Linked DNA regions of Mus musculus: regions 1, 2, 3, 4, 6 and 7 are each linked to region 5. The links are chromatin contacts, called in public Hi-C, HiChIP or PLAC-seq and promoter capture Hi-C maps. All regions are on one chromosome and are shown on one strand. The core of a region is the stretch at or near the end of the contact, and the rest is flanking DNA. Distances in the headings are between cores, read along the strand shown. Region 1 overlaps Gm31195 (a long non-coding RNA gene). Region 2 has its middle 62 kb from the start of Gm39596. Region 3 has its middle 30 kb from the start of Gm39596. Region 4 has its middle 120 kb from the start of Msc. Region 5 holds the start of Eya1 (EYA transcriptional coactivator and phosphatase 1). Region 6 has its middle 6.2 kb from the start of Gm31195. Region 7 has its middle 90 kb from the start of Gm31195.

The links. Promoter capture Hi-C pulls out the DNA fragments that hold promoters and counts their contacts. HiChIP or PLAC-seq counts read pairs in DNA pulled down with a chosen protein or histone mark. A called contact is a pair of places that touch in the nucleus more often than the background predicts.
Region 1: a promoter capture Hi-C map of neural stem cells shows a contact between it and region 5. The contact joins the enhancer-like site here to the promoter of Eya1 in region 5. A contact is called at or near these places in 10 of 39 promoter capture datasets (3T3-L1-derived adipocytes, the C10 cell line, the HPC-7 cell line and 6 more), 3 of 484 Hi-C or Micro-C datasets (cortical neurons, pre-B cells and uterus), 3 of 115 datasets of contacts at active chromatin or transcription factors (bone marrow-derived macrophages, craniofacial prominence and embryonic hindbrain) and 3 of 9 other capture datasets (embryonic stem cells, macrophages and pancreatic islet).
Region 2: a contact with region 5 is called in a RAD21 HiChIP or PLAC-seq map of pro-B cells, with 2.5 times the contacts expected there. The contact joins the enhancer-like site here to the promoter of Eya1 in region 5. A contact is called at or near these places in 7 of 39 promoter capture datasets (3T3-L1-derived adipocytes, the C10 cell line, cranial neural crest and 3 more), 1 of 15 datasets of contacts at CTCF or cohesin (pro-B cells), 1 of 115 datasets of contacts at active chromatin or transcription factors (large pre-B cells) and 3 of 9 other capture datasets (embryonic stem cells, liver and pancreatic islet).
Region 3: a Hi-C map of muscle stem cells shows a contact between it and region 5, with 2.8 times the contacts expected there. The contact joins the enhancer-like site here to the promoter of Eya1 in region 5. A contact is called at or near these places in 5 of 39 promoter capture datasets (the C10 cell line, hippocampal neurons, neural stem cells and 1 more), 6 of 484 Hi-C or Micro-C datasets (the MC3T3-E1 cell line, muscle stem cells, myocytes and 2 more), 1 of 115 datasets of contacts at active chromatin or transcription factors (astrocytes) and 1 of 9 other capture datasets (adipose tissue).
Region 4: a contact with region 5 is called in a Hi-C map of nephron progenitors, with 4 times the contacts expected there. The contact joins the enhancer-like site here to the promoter of Eya1 in region 5. A contact is called at or near these places in 13 of 39 promoter capture datasets (the 3T3-L1 cell line, 3T3-L1-derived adipocytes, the C10 cell line and 7 more), 1 of 15 datasets of contacts at CTCF or cohesin (pro-B cells), 21 of 484 Hi-C or Micro-C datasets (the 3T3-L1 cell line, 3T3-L1-derived adipocytes, the C2C12 cell line and 14 more), 4 of 115 datasets of contacts at active chromatin or transcription factors (craniofacial prominence, embryonic stem cells, oligodendrocyte precursor cells and 1 more) and 2 of 9 other capture datasets (adipose tissue and embryonic stem cells).
Region 6: an H3K27ac HiChIP or PLAC-seq map of acute myeloid leukemia shows a contact between it and region 5, with 5 times the contacts expected there. The contact joins the enhancer-like site here to the promoter of Eya1 in region 5. A contact is called at or near these places in 15 of 39 promoter capture datasets (the 3T3-L1 cell line, 3T3-L1-derived adipocytes, the C10 cell line and 10 more), 1 of 484 Hi-C or Micro-C datasets (embryonic stem cells), 5 of 115 datasets of contacts at active chromatin or transcription factors (the NIH/3T3 cell line, acute myeloid leukemia, craniofacial prominence and 2 more) and 4 of 9 other capture datasets (adipose tissue, embryonic stem cells, liver and 1 more).
Region 7: an H3K4me3 HiChIP or PLAC-seq map of neural progenitor cells shows a contact between it and region 5, with 12 read pairs. The contact joins the enhancer-like site here to the promoter of Eya1 in region 5. A contact is called at or near these places in 6 of 39 promoter capture datasets (3T3-L1-derived adipocytes, the C10 cell line, the HPC-7 cell line and 3 more), 1 of 15 datasets of contacts at CTCF or cohesin (pro-B cells) and 4 of 115 datasets of contacts at active chromatin or transcription factors (astrocytes, embryonic limb bud, neural progenitor cells and 1 more).

Annotation. Positions count from the first base shown.
Region 1 is chr1:13,859,708-13,862,767 of GRCm38.p6, forward strand. The region is part of intron 1 of Gm31195 (a long non-coding RNA gene); the gene reads left to right. Among named protein-coding and RNA genes, the nearest start is that of Gm31195, 15 kb to the left of the region's middle. Within about 2 kb of position 1,549, at least 19 of the 459 cell types and tissues checked have an H3K27ac peak or open chromatin away from gene starts, as enhancers often do. A contact at or near this core is called in neural stem cells, where this site is marked.
Region 2 is chr1:13,978,943-13,981,909 of GRCm38.p6, forward strand. No RefSeq gene overlaps it. Among named protein-coding and RNA genes, the nearest start is that of Gm39596, 62 kb to the right of the region's middle. Within about 2 kb of position 1,504, at least 35 of the 459 cell types and tissues checked have an H3K27ac peak or open chromatin away from gene starts, as enhancers often do. A contact at or near this core is called in pro-B cells, where this site is marked.
Region 3 is chr1:14,010,315-14,013,345 of GRCm38.p6, forward strand. No RefSeq gene overlaps it. Among named protein-coding and RNA genes, the nearest start is that of Gm39596, 30 kb to the right of the region's middle. Within about 2 kb of position 1,432, at least 24 of the 459 cell types and tissues checked have an H3K27ac peak or open chromatin away from gene starts, as enhancers often do. A contact at or near this core is called in muscle stem cells, myocytes and neural stem cells, where this site is marked.
Region 4 is chr1:14,634,614-14,637,782 of GRCm38.p6, forward strand. No RefSeq gene overlaps it. Among named protein-coding and RNA genes, the nearest start is that of Msc, 120 kb to the right of the region's middle. Within about 2 kb of position 1,463, at least 8 of the 459 cell types and tissues checked have an H3K27ac peak or open chromatin away from gene starts, as enhancers often do. A contact at or near this core is called in embryonic limb bud and nephron progenitors, where this site is marked.
Region 5 is chr1:14,308,385-14,311,667 of GRCm38.p6, forward strand. Eya1 (EYA transcriptional coactivator and phosphatase 1) reads right to left here and starts at 1,815. Exons shown (of 18, transcript NM_001310459.1): 1 at 1,262-1,815.
Region 6 is chr1:13,838,698-13,841,815 of GRCm38.p6, forward strand. No RefSeq gene overlaps it. Among named protein-coding and RNA genes, the nearest start is that of Gm31195, 6.2 kb to the right of the region's middle. Within about 2 kb of position 1,489, at least 24 of the 459 cell types and tissues checked have an H3K27ac peak or open chromatin away from gene starts, as enhancers often do. A contact at or near this core is called in acute myeloid leukemia, where this site is marked.
Region 7 is chr1:13,934,907-13,937,884 of GRCm38.p6, forward strand. No RefSeq gene overlaps it. Among named protein-coding and RNA genes, the nearest start is that of Gm31195, 90 kb to the left of the region's middle. Within about 2 kb of position 1,390, at least 23 of the 459 cell types and tissues checked have an H3K27ac peak or open chromatin away from gene starts, as enhancers often do. A contact at or near this core is called in embryonic limb bud, neural progenitor cells and stem cell-derived neural progenitor cells, where this site is marked.

The DNA.
Region 1 (3,060 bases), core at 299-2,798, 450 kb before region 5:
TGGCCCATCATTGTGGGTAGATGGAACACTCTCAGCTGACTTTCATTTTGGCTAGCTTGCTTCATAGGACTCTGGGAATGGGATACAGGATTGGTGGGTTTAAGAACAAACTGATTTCCCAGGCAGGGCAAGTGAAACTAAGATGGCAGGAGCCTCTGAAGGTTTCTGATCTTTGCTACTAGAGGCCAGCATACAGGTGTTAGAAATCTAGACAGGTGGCAGCAAAGGGCTTTGGGCAGGCTAAGCCTCAACCGGACACCATCAGTCAGAGGTTGTTTATGACTAGGGATCTAAAGACCTGCAAATACATTCTGCCTACGCCAAAGCACCTGGAAGCTTACAGGCTGCAGCACTCCTAAATAGATTAAATGTTCTATTCTACAGAGACCAGACACGGCTGATAGAGAAAAATCCAACAGGAAGAGTGAGAAGTATATTTTATTAACTGCCAGGAACTGGGTACTAAAAACCTCATTGCTTTAAGTAAAAAAAAGTTCCCTTGACTGTGCTGGCTATAAAAGGGGCATGTTGACCCTTTATCTCTTCGTTCTTTTAAGACAAGCTATATAAAAAGAGGAAAATATCAAAGTGACCTCAAAACATGAAGGAAAAGACACATTCCAATAAAATGTCATTTTCTTTTTCTTGTTTTCAAATTACCTTCCCCCCTCACTCCTGTGTTCTCTTTCCTCTTTGTGTCAGGACATTTGACCTGATGTCCTGTGTTCTTCTCTAAGACATAGCCGTGTGGATGTTTCTTAATGTTAAGCTTGTTTTTGTGTTCTGTTTCCCTAAACATGAATCCATTGTTTTGGAGTCAGAAGAACATATTGGAAATGGTAGTGTGCATCCTGCATGAGCGACTGAGAGTGCATCTGAGGAGTCTGGGGAGAGTTAATTGCTGACTCCTTGGAAAACTTGAGCAACAGATTTGGCCTCTGGCAAGGCAATTTTATAAAAGTAAGGACAAATAGTGAGCCAGACTGTCTCCCAGCTATGCCAGACGAAAATCTGTCTCTCTGTCTGTCTCATGCATGCATGCATGCATGCAAACATATATACACACAGACACAAAGATACACAGTTATTCATGCATACAGTCATTACACTCTCATACACATACACAAACATACATGCACCCACAGACACGTTACCTATATCACCAGTGAAGTTTAAGTTCATTTTTCTAGAACCACTCAACAAATTATCTTCTAGTTAAAAGCTGCCTGCATCAATTTTGACTTTCTTCATGTAGATTGTTCAGCACTGGGGTTTAACATCCTGACCTAACATTTGACATATTAATCCTAATTTTAATCCGATACCAAGGCATTCTGTTGTACTGAATCAATTCAAGTTAGTTCAGAATTAGGTTGCTCCCACCCAGAATCAATAGCCCCACTGTTACCTTTCTCCAAAGCTGACCACCCAGTTTTGTGAGGATCTGCACTGACTTAGAAAATCTGCCACTACTGGAAGAACCGGCAGCTCAGATGCAGCCTGTCATTCTTCCGGTCTATACAATACCCGCTCTTTGTCTGTCGTCTCCTGAATAGCCTGACAGAACTCTGGCCTGCCAGGCAATGAGATCTTTATTCTCCTGGAAGGAATGCTTTGCACACCAACATTATTAAGAAATTTCTGGACAATGTTTAGTGGCTAAAGACTAATCCAAGGTTCTATTAAAAAGGCATCTGGGTAATTAAAAGCACATTTGTTCTCAGCCTCCTCCCAATTTGTCCATTAGTGGAATAAAAGTCCAGGACAAAGGGTCATGTGGTTCGGTTATATTTTACAAGAATTCTTCAGGAAGTTGAAAACACATGAGCGTTTTCCAAAGATACATATGTTTATGGCCTCCTGGCACAGCAACTACAAAGGTCCCTGGCTTTAAGTGGAGGCTGCTTGTGACCAGTTGCTATTGCAATCAAGAAACTTGTACTGAATCTTCACAATTTGTCCCTGAAATGATCAAGTTTGTTGTTAGAAGGCTCCCCAAACAGGGACAAGCTGGCACATTATCTCCTTTGGGTTAAGGTTAAAAAGAATCGCCTCCCTGTGTGTTTATCCATTTGAAAAACGAAACAAATAAGCAAAAAAATTCAAATACTTTTATATGCTTTTACCTTACAGCTGAAGGCTCTTCTGAGCTCTCTTTCTAATGGATTTTTCATGCATTCAGAAACCCCAGGCACCAAATTTCTACATTACTACCTAGCAAAGTTCAGTTTTCAAAACGATACATTCTTTGTCATTCCTATTAGTTTGTCTTAAAAGCTGGATAGGTTGAGAAATTCATAGCTATGTGTAGATAAAAGTTTAAAACACCTTTAAAAGTACCTTAAAATTAAGTGAAGACTTAGTATGCTTCTGTAGGCTTCTGTTAAATCACTAACAGTGCAAGGATCTGGAATTCATCAGGATTACCATGCTACAGTGTGTGTGTGTGTGTGTGTGTGTGTGTGTGTGTGCGCGCGCCTGTGTGCATGTTTGCAGACCTTGAGAAAGTGGGATGCTGGCAACAACAAGGACACAATCAATGTCGAGTGGTTAGGGAGGGTGCCAGGTAGGCAGACAGACAGACAGACAGACACACACACACACACACACACACACACATACACACACACACACACACACACACACACACACACACACACACACACCACACACACACACACACACACACACACACACACACACGAGCACACACACGAGCACACACATGAACACAGATTGGAGAAGAAAGAGAAACGGAGACTCTCAACTCGGGTTCTACCACCTGTTTTGGATATATCAGATCAAGATGTAAATTTTGCTTACTGTTATTCGAGTGCTTCCTAAAGGCCAGGCTAGGTATTTCTCTGGATCAGCATATCAAATTCTGACAGGGGTATAAATCATCCTCATTTTCAGATGATGCTTATATGATGTGAGCAAGGTCCTGCGATCTCACGGCGCTCTGGCTTGCTGCTTCTATCCTGGTCCTTTTTATTTCAGCAGAATGGCCGAGTAAACATGCTTTGAGATGGGCACAGGCAGGTGGGTCGAGTCCTGACT
Region 2 (2,967 bases), core at 254-2,753, 330 kb before region 5:
GTACTGATGTTTATACATGACATGTTTGATTTTGACATTTGCTGTTATCTTTTGACAGCAAAATGGACTCTTGAAGACTAAGAAGATATAATTACTTTAAAATGACTTGAGGTTAAACAAAACTTTATCAGGTTCCATGAATATTAGCATGTGTAAGAAGAAAAACTGCAAAATTCAAGTTGAAAAGATTCATCAGAATTCATGAATTCATGGAACAACTCATTGGGAATGAGTGGAAAAGATTGTTGGAGCTATGGTAGTGTGCTTATGCCGACAGGGATTATTTATTTGAAATTTGTCATGCATGTTCCATGCGCATAGGTCTCTAATCTGTCCTATATGTGCTGAGGCTGATACAAAGCATATTAAATCTACTCAAAAGAATTCCTTCTCTCTAAAGTGATTTCTAAACTGACCTTGGCCAGATTGTTCTGAGTTTGTTGAGACCATTCAGTTGGTGGCAGCTCTTTGCTTGGGAGAAGAAGCACAAAATAACCCCTGTGATGAGAACAATTCTGAGAAGCTGTCATAGGTGCTGGGAGAGACAACTGGGAGTGACAACTGGAAAAGTCACTGGAGTGCCTTGAAATACAAAGTTTCTGAGAAAGCAAGGTGTGAGTCACTCCTAGAAACCACTAAAGTTGTTAAAGGAGCTCTCTTACTCTCTTTAAGGTGTTTTATCTTGATTCGTGGTTGTAGCTCAATATAGTATAACTGTTTATGCTTTAAAAGGCTAAATTTGAAGGAAACGGTTTAATAAGATGTTCTAGAATGTATTAGCATGCACTCCCACTACTGCAAGGGTCTGACATCATTGCCTCCTATGTCTTCCTATGAATAAAAGCTTCATGACACAAATTATTCTTGACATTAATAGTTGAAATAAGTTGGCATGGATTTCAGTAACTTTTCTCCACAATTGTATTATTCTTGCAAATTAGTGTACCCTGTACATTTTATCAACTGATGAAAGAAAGCTGTGCTTGTAGGGGACCAATTTAAAAAATTCTGTAGGCTGAAAATTTGTAGATTGAATTTATTTATAGGATATAGAATAGCAATCAAACTTCTTAGTTTGGGTAAGGATAACAGAAATAAAAATGAGTTATACACTAGAGGGGAGAAAGAGGAACAAATAGAATTTTTAAGAAGCAAATGCTCTTCTATTTCTAAAAACTATGTTAAAGTAATTTATGAAGAAAGTGTGAGTTTTACATTTCTGTCTCTCCATGGGAACTCATGCTATAGACTCTGAAATTTGAGCATATCTGAAAAGCGTGTGATACACATGTGTGGGGTGAGGTTGGTGGGGGGAGAGTGTTTGAAAGAAGTCCAGGAAGCCTCCTGAGAAGGAGCGAATCATTCTGAGGAACAGAAAGGGAGGGGAACGAAGGCCTGGCAGAGCTGCTCTCTGTGTGCGCATTGTCCATTGTTGTTTTCTGTAAACCTGTTTCAGTTATTCCCCATTACTCTGACAGAGTACTTGAGAAAAACAGCTTAAAAGAGGAAATACTTATTGTGGCTCATGGTTTCTGTTCCTGGTTGGCTGCCTTCATTGCTATGGGCCTGTAGTAAGGTAGAATTTCTTGTCAGGGAGAGTCAGATGGCTCACAGGGGACAAGGTTATCTCGTCATGGGCTCATCTCTGGACCCGCTTCTTCCTCCTAGTCTCCTCCAGCTATAGCATACACCGTTCACTAATCAACAGTTCAGCCATGTTCTTGTTCTGATGATCTACACCAGGGTCTCATGCTTGCTATATAAGCATCTGAGCTATCCCAACCACAGTCCATCAAATTATGAACCCATATAAAAGGTCAGAGCCATCATGAACCAACCTCTTCCTGAAAACTTTTGAACATTGCTAGATTGAGGGCCAAACTGTTTCTGTCCAAAACTTTGTGAAATGTTTCAGTCCAAATACTAGTAGGACCTGTTATGGCTAGTTTTAATTGTCAGCTTGACACAAAATAGAATCACCTGAGAAGAGTCTCAATGATGGATTGTCTGTAGCACAGCAGTCTGTGGGGACAGTTGCAGTGAGTTGCTTTAATTGTGTTAGTAGAGGTGGAAAAATGCCCTTTGTGAGTGACAGCGTTTCCTGAGTTGGGTCCTGGCCTATGTAAGTGTACCGAAGCAGCTGAACACAACTAGGCATGTGTTCATTCATTTTCTCCTTGCTCTTGAATGTGGATGTGACGAACTACATCAAGTTCTTCTCTTGACTTCCCCCATGATAATGGGCTGGGACTTTGAATTGTAAGAAAGATAAACCTTTTCTCCCTCGAGTTGCTTTTTGTCAGGCTATTTTATCACAGCAACAGGAATAAAACTAGGATGGCAGGCTTCTTTTTCTTAGAGGCTGAGCTATAGACCCCAGTGGAACCATCCCAAACCAATGAGAAAGCTTGTGTTAGAGTTTTCTAAGCTGATTGAGACAGATGCAGATCCTCACAGCCAAGCATTGGATAAAGGTTAGGCGGAGAATTGAAGGAGCTGAAAGAGATGGCAACCCTGTAGGAAAACCAACAGTGTCAACTAACCTGGACCCATGGGAGCTCCCAGAGACTGATCCACCAACCAAAGAGCTTACACAGGCTGGTTTGAGGTCCCTGGCACATATGTAGCAGAGGGCTGCCTTGTCTGCCTCAGTGGAAGAGGATGGGCCCAATCCTGTAGAGCCTTGATGCTCCAGGGTGGGAGGATGCCTGTGTGTGTGTGGGGGTACCCTCTCAGAAATGTAAGGGTTAGGGGATGGGGGATGGGGGATGGGGGATGGGGAAAGAAGTCTGTGAGGAGGTACTGGGGCTATTTATTTACATTTTAAGATGTAAATAAATAAATAAAAAAGAAACAGACTGAGAGTCAGAAAGACAAGAGATAGAGAGTCAGAGAGAAAAAAGGGATTTATTATTGGTTTGAGTTCATTTCAGAGACTGGCTTTTTCAACAGTGGATGTCTGCATGC
Region 3 (3,031 bases), core at 182-2,681, 300 kb before region 5:
TATTTACCTGAAAGGCAGGCTGCTAATTTTTCTCTGGCATTCTCTGAAACCACCAGGTTTTCTAAGAGTTGGTTTTTATGTGTAATTGGCTGAGAGCTAAAGTTGATTTACTCTTAACTTCAACAAACATAATCAATAATACAATTATTAATTCAAGATATCCATACTTCCTACCTTTGGTTATTTTCAACCTGGCTTGGCTGCAATGACTTTGAATGCCAACATGTGCAAATACTGGTACTTGGGAGTATGATTTTAGCTGAGGACCTCGAAACACATACTACTGCTGGTCATAAAGCAATAACTCCTATTTTATAAGAGGCAGAGGCAGGAAAAGGACCCAGAAGGTCAGAACCTCCATGAAAACAGGCAGACTTTGCAGTGATATACCTCGGAGCCATGGTACAGGCGCTCATTCAGAAAAGTCCTTCTGAGAGGCAAGCGTATATATGATATAAATTTCATTTTCTTACAAGTCTAAGAGTTGCTCAACTAACTTGAAAACAGCACTCTGCTTTTTTACTATCTTCAAAGTGCTTACTACCTATTTGGAACTTGTGGTCTTGCCCATGAGATCCTGAGTCACAGAGCCAAGGGCCCCTTTGTTTGCTTACGCACACTGTTGCCTAATGCACTCCATAAGTCATGCATAATTATAGTGTGTCCAGCTTTCAAAAGATACACTTGTGGTAAGCTTGGATCCTCTGCTTCTTCAAAAATGTCACATGCAGAAAACAAAGACGCCTTCCTTGGCAAACACTGACATTCTTTCTTGACGAGGAAAATATTTATTTGAAAGTATATGTTTGAAAAGACTCAGAGTGAAAGTTTGGAATGGCCATTTCCTGGCTGGAGAACAGGGCAGACCTGGCTACTTGCTGAGGTCCCATTTGAAGGATGCCTCGTGTACGGGAACCCTGAGAGCAACTGTAGATTCGAATCAGTGACCCCCATGGAGCAAAAGAACTCTTAAAATGAATCTCTAAAATTAAATCTTAGAGACCACAGTGTTCCACAGATTGTCCACAGATGTGAAAATATTCCTTAGGTCATAGTTGATAAAAAGGTAAATCATTATATGGTTATAGAAAGATTAATCAGGGCCCAGGGACAGTTGAATGATTTCTTTTAAATATGGGTATTATTTCTCTTTTGAGAGAAAAATCGTTTTGCAGTTAGAGAATTCTTCTCCCGCTAATAGCACATTCTCATTTTCGGACTTAGTAGCGAAGTGTTGTGGTGGCAGTCAGCCCATGGGGCCACGGCCCAGTTTGGAGCCATCTCTCATATGTGGGTAATTTGAGAAATAATTCCGTTCCCTGGAATAATTTGTAAATGGTCCAATTCTGTCCATGGAATGCACTAACAGGCTTTTGAAGGAAAGACACCTGCTCTTGGCTGTCTGCCTGAGGCTACAATGGCAGGCTGACGCCACTATGCGGATGTTGATCTCATGAGCTGGGTTTTTCCACCATTAGTGGAATGAGACCGAATTCCTTACTACCCTCACTTTTGCTTGTACAAACGCTGGGGTTTGCCCACATGAGTGACTCCAAACCCAAAATGCAAGTCTTACTTGTGGTTACTAGAATGGATCCTAATGGAAATTTCTATAACAAATACAAAAATGTCATGTGAAAAAAAAATCTTTTGGTACAGAAATTGGGGGTGGGGGAAGTACATTGTGTAAGGGACATTTTCTTCCTAATTCCCACAGAAGTCTATCAGGGTGCAAAGAGGCACAGGGGAGAGCCTCTCTGTCCCGCCTATCCCCCTTTGATGTCAATCTACAAAGCAAGCAGATGGTTCATCTGATCCTACCCTCTAGCTCAGGGTTTGCAGTGATTCTCCTTGAAGGGTTTCCTGAGGTCATGTGAGAGCAGACTGGTCACAGCATGTCACTTCGGTGGCCTATCTCTCATTCCCAGAAGGTCCCTTTGCTACAGGCAGGGCCTTGTAAGACTGCCGAAGCAGGATGGCCATGTTCTTTTCCAGAGAAGACACCAAACGTACCCCAGTGTCATTCTTACCAGGCAAACTGTAAGATAATAGTCTTGTTATATATATATATATATATTTATATATAGCTACACAGACAGACAGACAGACATATGTAGATGATATGTAGATACACAGAACACAGATCATCATTGACATGGTCAACTGCTGTCTTTCTATTTTAGCTGCATGAAATCATCTTAGAAAACAGGATGTTTAATCAAAATTGGTCAAAGCAAAGTATATTTGGAATACAGATGCTGCATATCCCACTCCCATTAGGTTGGTTTTGCCTCTCAGCTTTTTGCAAGCTATTCTCTAAGGTCATGCGTGACCGGTCTCCTGAGACCACAGGACAGTGAGAGTTTCCCCCTAAAAAACGTCCACTCATAGTTAAGTGTAGTAATAAAATTCCAACCCAGGCTGTCATCCCAGAATCCATGTCACACTAGTTTTCTGAGTCAACCTCTGTCTGACCTGGTGTCTATGTGCTTGCTTGCTATGTGCTTATGGTGTGTTACTGCTCTCCATGCAGAAGTTCTAGGCGTATAGTGCACCATGCAGGTCAGATTGACACACTAAGTTTGTCATGAATATGGATGGCAATCTCCAGGAAAGAGGGGAACAACCACTTCCCTAAGGAAGGATGAACTGATAGTCAGAAATGGAGCAGATCACAATTCTCAGGCTGAGCAGTGGTTGGATGATGCCTGCTAATAGCCACTGTTCCCCAGGCTGGGCAACATGGGGAGACTCCTGGTCTTAAAATATTAATTCTATTTTGACCTGCTTGTTTTTGTTTTATTTTTATTTTATCTTCTAAAACTATTCTTTAAATGCTTGGCCTGTTTGTTTTCTAGAGAAATAAGGGGTCTGAATTTGAATGGGAGGGGATATGGGGGAGGATCTGGGAGGAGCTGGGTGATAGAAAACTGTCTCAGAATATATTACATGAAAAATAACTATTTTCAATAAAAGTGTAAAGTGATTGTGGGAGACATGCCACATCAACCTCTAGGTTTCACAGCATGTA
Region 4 (3,169 bases), core at 213-2,712, 330 kb after region 5:
TCTGCTGGCTCGTAAGCAGGGTATACCCTCTCATTTGTTGGGGCATGGACACTGACATCTTCTCCATATCTGTTGGAGACAAAGCAGTTGTTAGAGAACAAAAATAGATTGAAAGGGAAGGTTCTAGAACCTATTTCATAGAAGCAGAAAACATTTACTTGGTATTGACAGAACATAAGGTGAGAAACAATTCCCTGTAAGTAAAAGAATTCTACAAATGGTAGAAAGATTCACTAATGTGTTCAGAAAATAACTTACAGGACCCAGCATCAGTCATCGCGTACCCTGGGTATGTAATTGGGAATGAGACAAGGTCCCTGACTTCCTGGTGTTTAAAACCTAGTGGACAAGAGGCAGGATACATAAGGAAATAAACAACAGGCAAAACAACTGTCCCTGTAAATCAAATCACATAGCTATACACTTTCCTTGGATTAGTTATAAGAGTAACAGTGCATGATACTAATGAAGACAATGTTTAGCATAAACATTTTATATTAGGTCTAATAAAGGATGAGGAATACCTTGCCGCTTCTTAAAATGTATTTATTTTCTGTCTAATTACCTGCTTCCTGAACTGGGGATTGAACCTGGGAACTTGAGTATGTCACCTGCTCCATCAAGGAGCCACATTGCTTGCCCCTGCCTTGCCCTTTTAAATGAGGAAACCAAACCAGCAATTTAAATAATATAAGCAAAAAAATTCATTGAAAATTTAAATACTGCAAAACTAGCTACAACAAGAAGAAATTACTAATCTAAAGGGTACTTTAAAAAAGTATTCTGAGCACTTTTATTCCTTTAGATTTCTCTCATCTTTAACCACATAAATAGAGTAAATACATTTAATTTTCATTTCTATATTATCTTTGACTTCTTTGCAAATGTCAGAACATTTCTCAGTCTTGACTTGACCAGCCCCTATAGAGGCAGTGTAAACCCATTTTCTGAAAGGCAACAAGGATGGGTGGGAAAAAGAAAAACAAATTTTGTCAGTGGTGAAATATGCCCAGATCCAACCTTCACTAACCCCATTGTGTAAAACATTGAGAATATTATGAAGAGGAGGCTTACAAGTGTAAATACACTTATTCTCAATGAAATCAACACCGTCCGGCTGATTTGTAACTACTCCCTTAATGCTGCTATAAAGTTTATTGCAGTGAAAACACTGGTTCTACAGATTGCTTTCCTCTTCCTCAGGATGCGTTTGACCTTCGTGGCAATGCTGCTATAAATCTCATAGCCCAACAACCCCTTGTCTGCAAGTGATTTCAAGCACTATCATAAAAATGAAACAGACAGACTTAATTTGAGTTCCAGACTTGAGGAAACTCAACTAAAATATTAGCATAATTTCACTGGGGATGGAGGAAATTGTTAAAATATGTGAATTCTTGAGGGCCTGCAATTTGAGCTGTCCTTTTTTTCTGGCTCTTGGGTGCCACCCAGTGATTAGTTTAGTGGCAAGTTTCTACAGGGCCTGTGAAGCTCAGACAGTCAGAGAAGGGGACAAGGTTGTGAGAGTGGCGAGAGCCACTTTCATAAATTCAATTTGTGGTTAAAGAGTCTTTTCTTAACTTTCATCCCAGGTTGAAGGAGCTGAACATAGAGGATACAGTCACCTTCAATATGTAGACACTGTAGCTGACCCTTTCTGTGAATAAGCAAAAAAACGATATTTAAAATCCAGACCAGATTTTAGCCAGGCAGTAGAGAGGACCAGCCTAGGGAATTCCTGGTCCTTCCTAAGCTCATTCTAAATCTTTCTCTGTACCTGTCTGTGCTGTCCAGTTGCTCTCCCCAGAGTCTGTTTCTGTATCACAAAGGCAGGATGCTCCCTCACCCAGCATGACATCATTATCTCAAAGGCCAGGCAGCTTCTTACCCAGGAGTTAAGTATACAGGCACGACCAAGCACTTTCTTCTACCTTACATACCAACTGCAGATTAATTTTATGTAGATTAGATTCTTTAACAATGCTACATAGTTAGAAATATTGGACTGGGGATTAGTGACATGCTTGGGAGTCAAAACAATAGATACAGATACTCAAAATATAATTAGATAGATGACAGATGGGTGGATAGATGATAGACAGACAGATGATAGACAGACAAACAAATACATGTTACATCAACTACTTTATTTACCTTTGTCTTACTTTCCTTGTGCTAACTTCTCCCAGTACATCTAGTCTGTACTTGGCCAGGGACATATATGAAGGAGCAAGTGAACTGCTGTCCTCAAGCCAACTCCTCTTTGCTCAGCTGCTATTGCATGGTTTCTGAAAGGGAAAAGTATAGAAGATGATCTTCAGGCACCCACAGTCTTTCCATTGTTCTTCCACAGCACGCCCCCTGTGTCACTTCTCAGCCCTTTATCTTCCTACTGTCTGAGATCTACAAATCTCAGTGCCTGAAGAGAGTAAAGCACAGAGCTGTTTGTGATAGTGGCGGTGCCAGTAGCTCTGTTGTCAACCTATGGAGTCAAAACAACAAACTCATAGATAGGAACTAGGAACCACCAGATGGGTCTGACTGGAGGATGCCAAAGTAGACATATCACCTGGAGTGGCCTGTGACCTGTCCCATGTGACTTGAAGAAGATAGAGATCCTCTTTGCTATTATCTAAGCTCATCACCTTTCTTCTGGGTCACTTCCAACAGTCAGGAAGTGGAGGCAAGATCCTCAGGAATCTAAAACCTCCTCCATTACAAAGCAAGTTCAAAACCAGGTTGGAATAGGAGGCCCATTTTTACAAAACATTTGGGGCTTTGATGAGATTAGTCTCTTTAGTCCATCTAGTAATCTATTGATTGCTTACGTATTTCATGTCCTGTGTATTTGTGTGTCGCTTAAAATTTATAATCACTATTTATTGTTATTATCTTCTCTTTCATGCTTGCATAAACTGGGGCACAGTACCTCCCATGGGAGAGAAACTTTTACTCTTGTTCTTAGAAAGGCTCTGCTTCCTTAAGGAAATGTCAGATGAGCATGTCATCCCATTGATACAGCAGCCAGAACAAACCCATCTTTAAATAATGACATCACCAATATATTGGATAAAATTGTTTCCTAGTCCTGATTGTCAGAAGCTGTCAATTAGATTAGGACATAATTACTATTTGTCCCCCACCCTATAACTGAACAAACTGTCCTTTT
Region 5 (3,283 bases), core at 565-3,064:
CATTTATCATGCCTGTGAAACTCACAGAGCAGCTGACTTTATTTGGCACTTAAAAGTTGAACTGAACGGTGGCTCAATTAGACTTCTATGTCTGTCACCACAAAGAGTTTTCAAAGGCTGAAAATCCACAGCTGCTTGCTTACTTACTAAACACTTTGGGCCTTAGGAGAACTCAAGCATCGAGAAAGTCAAATATTAAATGTTTGATCATATGAAGGCATGACTATTCCTGTGTGCATGTCCCCAAACTCTAAACAGAGCGGGGGAAAGACTCTCACAAGCATAAAATAAAACCTTCTCTGAAAGACATTAGAAAGACAACTTCAAACCTATACAGCTACACACCATGATTCCCAGCTAACAAGTTTCTATACCCCTGGCCATCTTAAGAAATGAAACTTAAAAACACTTGTCTAAACTCAATGACAGTTCATAATGTATTGAATTATTGCAAACGTTATGCTTAAATGTCTTCAAAATTCCTCCCAAGAGTGTAAGCCTATGAGTTGTTAGCAATTCAAATACTGATTTTGAAGGGCCGTGCTTTACACGAATATTCAAAAGTTTCAAAATCTGGAGTTTAGCTTCCAAGTGCATTCAAATCACAAAAAGGGCCAGAGAGGGACAAATACTTTAAGGGACCAAAGGCTTATTGTATCGAATACTGAAGATGAGCCTGCTTAGTAAAGTCTTTGATAAATTTGCTTTGGAACAAAAAGGTGTCCTTCTTGAAAACATAGTTATCAGCTCGTTGTTCATCTGCTGAGTTTTCCGTTGTAAACCTTTCCTCATTTATCAACCTAGCCGTAGAAAAAGTGATCTGTGTAATAAATACCACTAAGTATACCTTTCGTACCTATACATCTATGTATGGATATAACCCTGTTCAATACCACTCAATATTCTGGGGCTAGTGCAGCAATTAAGAAAAGATATGAAATAATTCCCCCGTCTGAGAATATTACCTAGTGTTCTACTTATCTATAAAAATCAGAACAAAAGTAGTTAATTTGCAATGATCCTTTAATGATCCTAATGGCTCCGATCATTTGGAGGGTAAAGATTACAATTTTACGACGGAACCCAGCGGCTTCTAAAGTCCCAGAAACAGTGTTATTGTTTTCCCCAAGCCACAGTGCTTTTTTTCTTTGAAAACAAACCAAAACCCTAATAAAGGCTCTCCAGTTATCTCGGGCTTTGCCCACCAGACAGTAAGTAGTACTTGGTCATTACAGTTTTTCAAACACCAGCTTGTACTTACAGCGCTCACATCTGCTGCCTCCACCGGTTTAGTGTGCTCCTTGGAGTTTTCTGTGTTAGCAGACCTCCATTCCTGACATAGTTTGGCTGCTGTGCAGGAACACGGGGACCCGGGAGCTCTCAGAGGCGCTGTGACGCGGCTGGCAGCGGAGCGCAGAGGCCGGGGATTGCCCGGCTCCCGGGGACTGCGCCCGGGCGCTGCTGCAGGCTCGGGCTGTGGAGCGACTGAGCGCGATCGCCTTCCCCAGGAAGGACCCCGCCACCGCGCACCGCCACAGGAAGGCTTCCAGTCGGAAGTGGCCCTGCACACTCGCTACCTCGCCGCAAGCTCGGAGCCATCAGCTCGCCGCGGTCTGTTTGGGAACGGCTTTGCGCCCCAGCGAACGGCAGCGGCAGATAGCATCTGAGACGCCTAGACAAAGAAACAGCAAAATCTCATCCCCCGATTTGTTTGCGCAGCCTTGTAGGTCTGCCCACGAAGCCTCGGGGCTTTTTGTTTTGTTTTGTTTTTGCAACGCAAACCACAGCTAGTCTCTTGTCCTAACCTTATTGGTTTAAATGCAACAATTGAGAGGAGCAGAGCTTGGTCTGACTCAACCTCGCTGCTTTAAAAAAAAATTTATTATGTAAATGACGCGCCCCATGATATCTGAATAAACAGCTGTGGGGGAAGAACTTGTGGGAACCTCTGTCAACACACACACATCCTCCCGCGCCAGTAGCTCCCAATTAAGATCTTTGGGGAGTAGTTGCATGTTATCTTTTACACTTTTTCAATACTTTTTTTAAAATTTTTTTTGAGGACCTGAAACTTAGGAGAACGGATACTTTTAACACTTTTTCCTAAAGTACCTACCTACTTACAGGTCTGGAGAAGATTTAAAAAAAAAAAGCTGTTTCTATGAAGTAGAGGGAGAATGGGCAAACGTGTTAGCTATTAGCAGCTTAACAATGAAAGCCTGGCGGAGGATTCTGCAAGGGTTGCTAGGAGGCCAAAGGCTTCAGTTCTTTGGCTAGGACCCAGATAATATTTCACCATTAACATTTTTAAATGGGTCTTGAGAAGAGATTCGTTTAGTCTGGAACTTGCTTTGCAACTTATCCTTTTAAAAACTCACAACCTTAATTCAGAATCTATGAGTTAGGCGTTCGTTCGGTGACACCTAGGAGCTGAGCTTCAGTTAACAAACTATGTTTTATCCAAGTCAAGGGTTTAGCCATTATGATAATTTGTAATCTTGAAAGAAGGCGTCTCCTTATATGGGTTAATATTTTGTCGGTCCTATATCACAGTTTAAATGCAAATGCAAACTAACACTCACTCTGAAATTAAGTCTGGATATGCATTTTAAGAAGGTATTTTTATCATCACCAATATTTCTATTCTATGTGCTCTTTTTATTAAAAAAAAAGTCTCCTTATTTTAATTTCTCACCTTGGTATGAACATGTTTTTACATCACAGTAACTTCACATCAACTAATAGAGGAGATAGATGGGTCCTACCTTAACTCTGCCAATTAGGAAACGAAAGCACCTTCAGATGATGCAAACAAAACCCAACTAAATGGTTCTAAGGACCAAAATTCCAAACAGGAGTTCTCCCTTCCCCTCCTAGAAAGGATGCCAGTCTAAATTCCTTGCAAAGGAGCACTTTGTCAAACCTAAGAGGCAGCTGGGACTTCAAACTCACCTAGGATTTCATCTTGTTCAGCACCAGCAAGGAACCATGAGCTAGGTATCTACCATATTTGGGAAGCCAGGTCAAAAAAACAGTTGATTGCTATTGGATCATATATGCAGCTGACATAGTTACGTTACCTCCTACAGCACTCTCTCAGACCAGAAGGATCAGTTATTCAACATACCAAAGTGCATGTGCAGAAAAAACAAAGTCTATTATGGAGTTTTCTGTTGCAGTCAGGTAAAATCTAATGCTACATTAGTTCTATTTACAATACCAAGCACCCAGACAGTAACTTCTTTTGCACTTAGATTTGTTACTAAATTACCCAAGACATAAC
Region 6 (3,118 bases), core at 239-2,738, 470 kb before region 5:
TTGACTACCAACTCAGCTGAATCTTTGAGGTACAGCTAAGGCATCTCTAAGAAGAAAGTTTGCATCTGTGAGTGATTACATTGACTAACACACACAAACAACAACCAACCAAACAAATATCCCATAAATAAGCTAACGATATCACTCAGGCATGAACTGGCCACGTGCAAGGGTGGAGTGTGGTGAGGATTGCAAGGGTCAGACAGCAACTAAGTAGAGACTGAGAGAACACTGCACAGAAACAAGCCAACAGAAAGCAGCTCCTCTTAAATAATAGCTAAGATAGGCAAACCCATCTCTACACTCACCAAAAGAAGTAAAGACTCAAATAAATAAAATTGGGGGCGGGGTATATGTAGCAAAAATTTTTAATGAGTTCCAGGGGAATTAGGGAATCAAACTTTGAACATATGCATTCTTAGAAACAGTAAAATCTAGAAGAAATTGAAAAATTTCTAGGAACATATGACCTAGCTTAGATATATCAAGAAGATATAAGCAACTTTAGCAGATCCATAGCAATTAATAGTATTGAAACAGTAATATAAACATCTCCCAACAAAGAAAAAAAATTCAGGGCCACATGGATTTACCGCTGAGTCCTACTAAACCTTTAAGGAGGAGCTAACACCAATATTCCTTAAGCTGGTTTGCAAAATGGAAAGGGAAGAAATAAAATAAGAAATAAAATAGAATCAAATTTGTTCTATTAGGCAAAATTATCCTAATACCAAAACTAGAGAAGGAAACAAGAGAGCAAAAAAGAAGATAGAGCATTTCTCTGATAAACATGGACCAAAAAGTTCTCAATAAAAATTTTAAGCCACATTCTGAAACATGTTAAGCTCATATTCCACAATCAAGTTGGTTTCATCCCAGAGAGGCAAGTTTTGCTCAACATATGAAAATCGATAAGTAATATGATAGAAATAGGCTTAAAGACAGAAGGCATATGATTTTCTCAATAGACACAGAAATGCCTTTGAAAAATTCAACATCTTTTCTTTTCCTTTCTTTCTTTCTTTCTTTCTTTCTTTCTTTCTTTCTTACCCTTTAGTTTATGTGTATGAGTGTTTTGCCTGCATGTATGTCAGATGCACGCAGTGCCTGAGGAAACCAGAAGAGGGCGTTATATTCCCTGGAACTGGAGTTACAGATATTTGAGAGCCATTATATGGGTGTTGGGAGTTGAACCTGGGTCCTCTGGAAGAGCAGCCAGTGCTCTTAAACACTGAGCCATCTCTCCTCTCAACATTTCTTCTTGATAAAAGCCCTGAAGCTACTAGAAGTAGGCTGTTCACAAAAACCTTAGACTCAATCCTGAAGAACCAGAAACCCCCAGTAGGGAACACAGAAAGTACGGGTAATGTATACTAAGAGTTACAGGAAGGGATGAGTGGAGCAAAGGGCGAGACAAGTGTAACACTGAGAAGGAAACGGAGAAAGCAGTGGTCAGAGAAGCAGAGGAAGCTGTCAGGGGAATCGTGAAACACTCGCTGTCGGCATGTGGCACAGAGCTGGAGCGTCTGTGAAAGGGGAAGAAGCGCATGGCTCTGACTTAACGGCATGTGGAAACTCACCACAGGAATCTAATGAAATGGTCAGAGAAACGTTCAGAGACACCAGCTTCAGAGACTGATGGACAGAGCAATGTATGATGCCTCACAAACTGTTATTATAGGATTGAGGCTTCTAAACAGTATTCCTCCAGTTATATTCTGCTGAGTGCGCATGTCTCTAAGATGGTAATGATCACCACACAAATATTACACATGCATAAGAGACCAATCTTCCTGTGGATTTATTATATCCACATATTAAAAGCTCTATGAAATTCCATATTAAACCCTCTTTCTAATTACTACCCAGCTTTTCCAAACAGATTTAACATATGAATAATTCTTTCCTGAGGCACCTATTAAGCCAGCCAAAGATAGTTATTTTCTTCAACACATAGATTCCTAAATACATACATTTTAATAAGTGGCTTTGAGGTAGGCCCAGAGTAGCACACAGGGAATAAACACTTAACCATTATTAGTCTGTGACTATCTGAAACTCAGGGTTCTTCAATACAGTGGTAGATATGGACCTGCAAGAACTGTTATTGTTATTAAGTGTAGGGTTAGAGTGCTATGCCAATTTTCAGAACTTTATACACTCACAAACAGTGGGTACCATCTGCAGCTTCAAGCAACTATGTATTAAAGTATTTGGAACAAACTTACCTGTGTGCTGAACACAGAGACACAGCTGTACTGGCTGGTTTTGTGTTTTAACTTGATATAAGCTGGAGTTGTCACAGAGAAAGGAGCCTCTCTTGAGGAAATGTCTCCATGAGATCCAGCTGTGAGGCATTTTCTCAATTAGTGATCAAGGAGGGAGGGCCCATTGTGGGTGATGCCATCCCTGGGCTGGTAGTCCTGGGTTCTATAAAAAAAGCAGGCCGAGCAAGCCTGGGAAAGCAATTTAATAAGCAGCATCCCTCCATGGCCTCTGCATCAGCTCCTGCCTCCAAGTTCCTGCCCTGTGTGAGTAACAGGTCTGACTTTCTTTCGTGATGAACAGCAATGTGGAAGTATAAGCTGAATAAACCCTTTCCTCCCCGACTTGCTTGTTAGTCATGTTTTGCGCAGGAATACAAACCCTAAGACAACATTTTTTCCTTATTATTATTCCCTAAAGTCTAGGGTCTAAACAACACAATGTAGCAATGATTTTATAGTGTTCACATTGCATTTAGTCTAGACTGTCTGTCCACATGTGATCCACATACGTCAGTCTTTATAGTAATACATATAACATAATAATAATAAATGTAAATAATTTAGATATGGTTTAAACTGTCTGAGAGACCTGAGGAGGTTGTATATGAATACTATACATTATCTGAGGGACTTGTAAATCTGTGGATATTGGTATATTTCTCTCTCTCTCACCCAAGACTGTGCTGTCTGATGTAATATAAGCTTGTTTCTCACAGTCTGGGATGCTGGGAAATCCAGGAAGAAGGCATTGATTGGCAGACTTGGAGTTTGGTGGGCACTCCTTGATTTCCAGAATGGTGCCTTTTATGTTCGCTTCCAGAGATGAATCTTGTGCTTCACATAGCTGAGGA
Region 7 (2,978 bases), core at 140-2,639, 370 kb before region 5:
TGAAGACAGCACTCCATACCCTGTGCATATATGTAGCTATAATTTATTAACTCACATAGTACAAATAAGAAGAAGACATCTAAGAAATGCGACTATTAATGTAGCTAACACTATGTAGCTAAGTATTCATGGAGTAGAGAAGAGCTCTTTCAGTTTCCAGGTGAAGGACATGCTCTGGAGATGTGGGACAAGGGAAGGGGGACAGAGAAGAATTTGAAGGATTTATGAGAGCTTTGAAGAGCCAGCCTATTTCTGGGCAAGCATGGCCCTGATGGTTTCCATTAGCCCATATTCCCCTGGCCACACAGACAAGGCGTCTTGTGTAATCCTTCCCTCCAGTCTGTTCTCTTCCCGTTGGTCTCCAGAATCTCAGACAGCTTTCCTGTGGCAGGAGAGATGGGCACTTACCGTTCCAGGAGCTGTGATGAGAGACTTGGTCTTTGGTTCTAAGAACTGGGAAATATAAAAGTGTTCCTTAAATTAAAAAAAAAAAAAAAAAGGCCTTGCTACTAATTCATAGTATTCTGTTACTTTGGTATATTTACTATTCCTTGTAATCATGAAGTGTTGGATAAAAGATTAAAAGGAACAAATATTTCAGCTATTTTATTCAGATGGATCCTTGAAAGCACTTTGAAGGGAATAGATTTGAGGCAAATATTCAGTTTGTCAACTACAGTCAGGAAGGGTCTTTGTTATTAATATAATGAAACTCTCAGGTTTTTTCTTTGATTTTTTAGGAAGTGTATTGCAATGTAGAAGATTTAATATAAAAAAAAATCTAATACTGTGTCTCAGGCTCTTTCTGGAATCTAAATGGTATTTTAGCATTGTCTTACTTACTCATAGAGAACTATTTTGAAAATATAATGTTACTAATAGAACAAAGGTAGTTATATCGTCAAGCTTTATTTAAAAAAACAACAACAATTGAATATCAATTTTGTAAAAGATTAAAAGACATGTAGAGGCAAAACGCAGTTTTGATGGAACCCAGTTGTCTGGATGTGCTGGCAAGGACCTCTTAGCTCTCTTTGAACATCTAAAAGTCTGTTATATTGTGCTCTGGACAAGCTTTTAGAGTTAAAACAATGTTGGCTAATTGACCTATTTTAAATTCTTCTCACTCTGTCCCCAGTCTGAGAGGCAGCGTGCTCCTCTAAAGACCTGGGCTTTTTATGAGGTGTTAAATCAACATTGCCAAATGGGACTTTGTGGAACTCTCTTCAGCCTCATTGCAGAGTGAGGGAGGCTACCAGGTTGCTCTGTATCTTTAATAGCCTACGATTAACCCCTCTTATAAGGAAATGAATGGGATCTCTTGGATATGCATAAATCATCATGAATAGAACCCATTTTTACTTCTATAGGACTCAGGCCTGGAATCCCGCCAGGACTCCATTTGTACCCTTTCTTTAGACTTGAAAGTGTTGGCAGGCAGACTGTGTGCATGGCATCCCCAGGACTGTTGCATTCTTGAAACACTGACAAATACCCAGCAGAAGAATCTTCTTAAGGCTCCTCGATCTTTGCAAAGAGAAGAGGGACTTTGCTTTTAGAGTGTGGATAGAGTCTCCTAGCACCATTCAGTCCTTCTGGTCCCCAGTGCATTTTCTCGTACCTTTTTTTTTTTTTCTCAATGTATGATTCCTACATCCACTGTAAGAGCTGTGTATGGCAAGAAATGTCTTGTACTCACAGTCAAAGGAAGAAGCACCTAAGAGAAGCTGCTTCGAAGTGTAGACGGTGGCCTTGAGCTCCAGTATTCCACTCGCAAAAATTTCACAAAATGTGAGAAATACAAAATGTAAAACATTTCAGTCTGAAGCATGGGGTGGATAAAGCCTGACAGTAAGCCTGTGCTTCATGTTCTTGCAGGTGAGACTCTAGTGATGGAACTGTCAGTCTCCTTGAACATCTAGGCCAGGAGCCGTATAGAGACACAGAGGGAGAGGCATCCCTCCTGCCATTAGAAGTAAAGAAGATGGGGACACCACATCTTTAATGATTCCCAAATGCTATTTTAAAGAATTTAATTTCTAAATATATTAGTATGTACTATAACATTGTTTTCTATCAACTGACAGGTGACTCTTGATTCTCTTTGGATGAAATTGGAATTTTTATGATTTAATAAATATTATATAATACTGATGATAATGACCAATTATTACATCTTTGCCTTCTTCTTGTATGAAGCAATAGTTACCTCTTATTAACACAGTTGGCTAAATCAAAAAAAGAATGGAGTGAGCTGGAGCAGTGGTGGCACATGCTTTTAAATCTAGCACTCAGGAAGCAGAGGCAGGCGAATCTCTGAATTTTGGGCCAGCTTTGTCTACAGAGTGAGCTCCAGGACAGCCAGAGCTGTGTAAAGAAACCCTGTCTCAAAACAACAAAAATCAAAAACAAAGACAAATAAACAAAACCAAACACAAACTCCTCCAAACCAAAATCAAAACTGAAACCAAAGCCAAGCCATACTACAACAAAACAACAAAACAAAACAGTGTGTTGGCACGTACCTTTAATTCCAGCACTTGGGAGGCAGAGGCAGGTGGATTTCTGTGAGTTCCAGGCCAAACAGAGCTACACAGTGAGGTGTTTCGGAGGAGGAAGACATACCTTCTTCTTGTCATATGGATACTTCTGTGTCTGGCCCTCCTCGCACACTGAGCAGTAAATTCTAAACATAGGGATGAAGTACTAGTGCTAGCTGTTAAGTCATGTTAGCTGAACTAGATTCCATGTAGAGGATGTGTCAGGTACCTTTCAGACAAAGGCTTACATGTGTTCCATGTTCTAAGTAATTGATCTTTTACATTAAAACACTCTTCAATAGCTTTCACTCCTTCTTCCACATAGAAAGGCATCATGGGCTGAAGTAAAATAGGTTTTGACCTGAAATTCCATGTGTCGAGTTTGGCTAAGGGCTAAGGTGCGTGTCACTAAACCAGATGTCCCCTGGGTTATCCTCT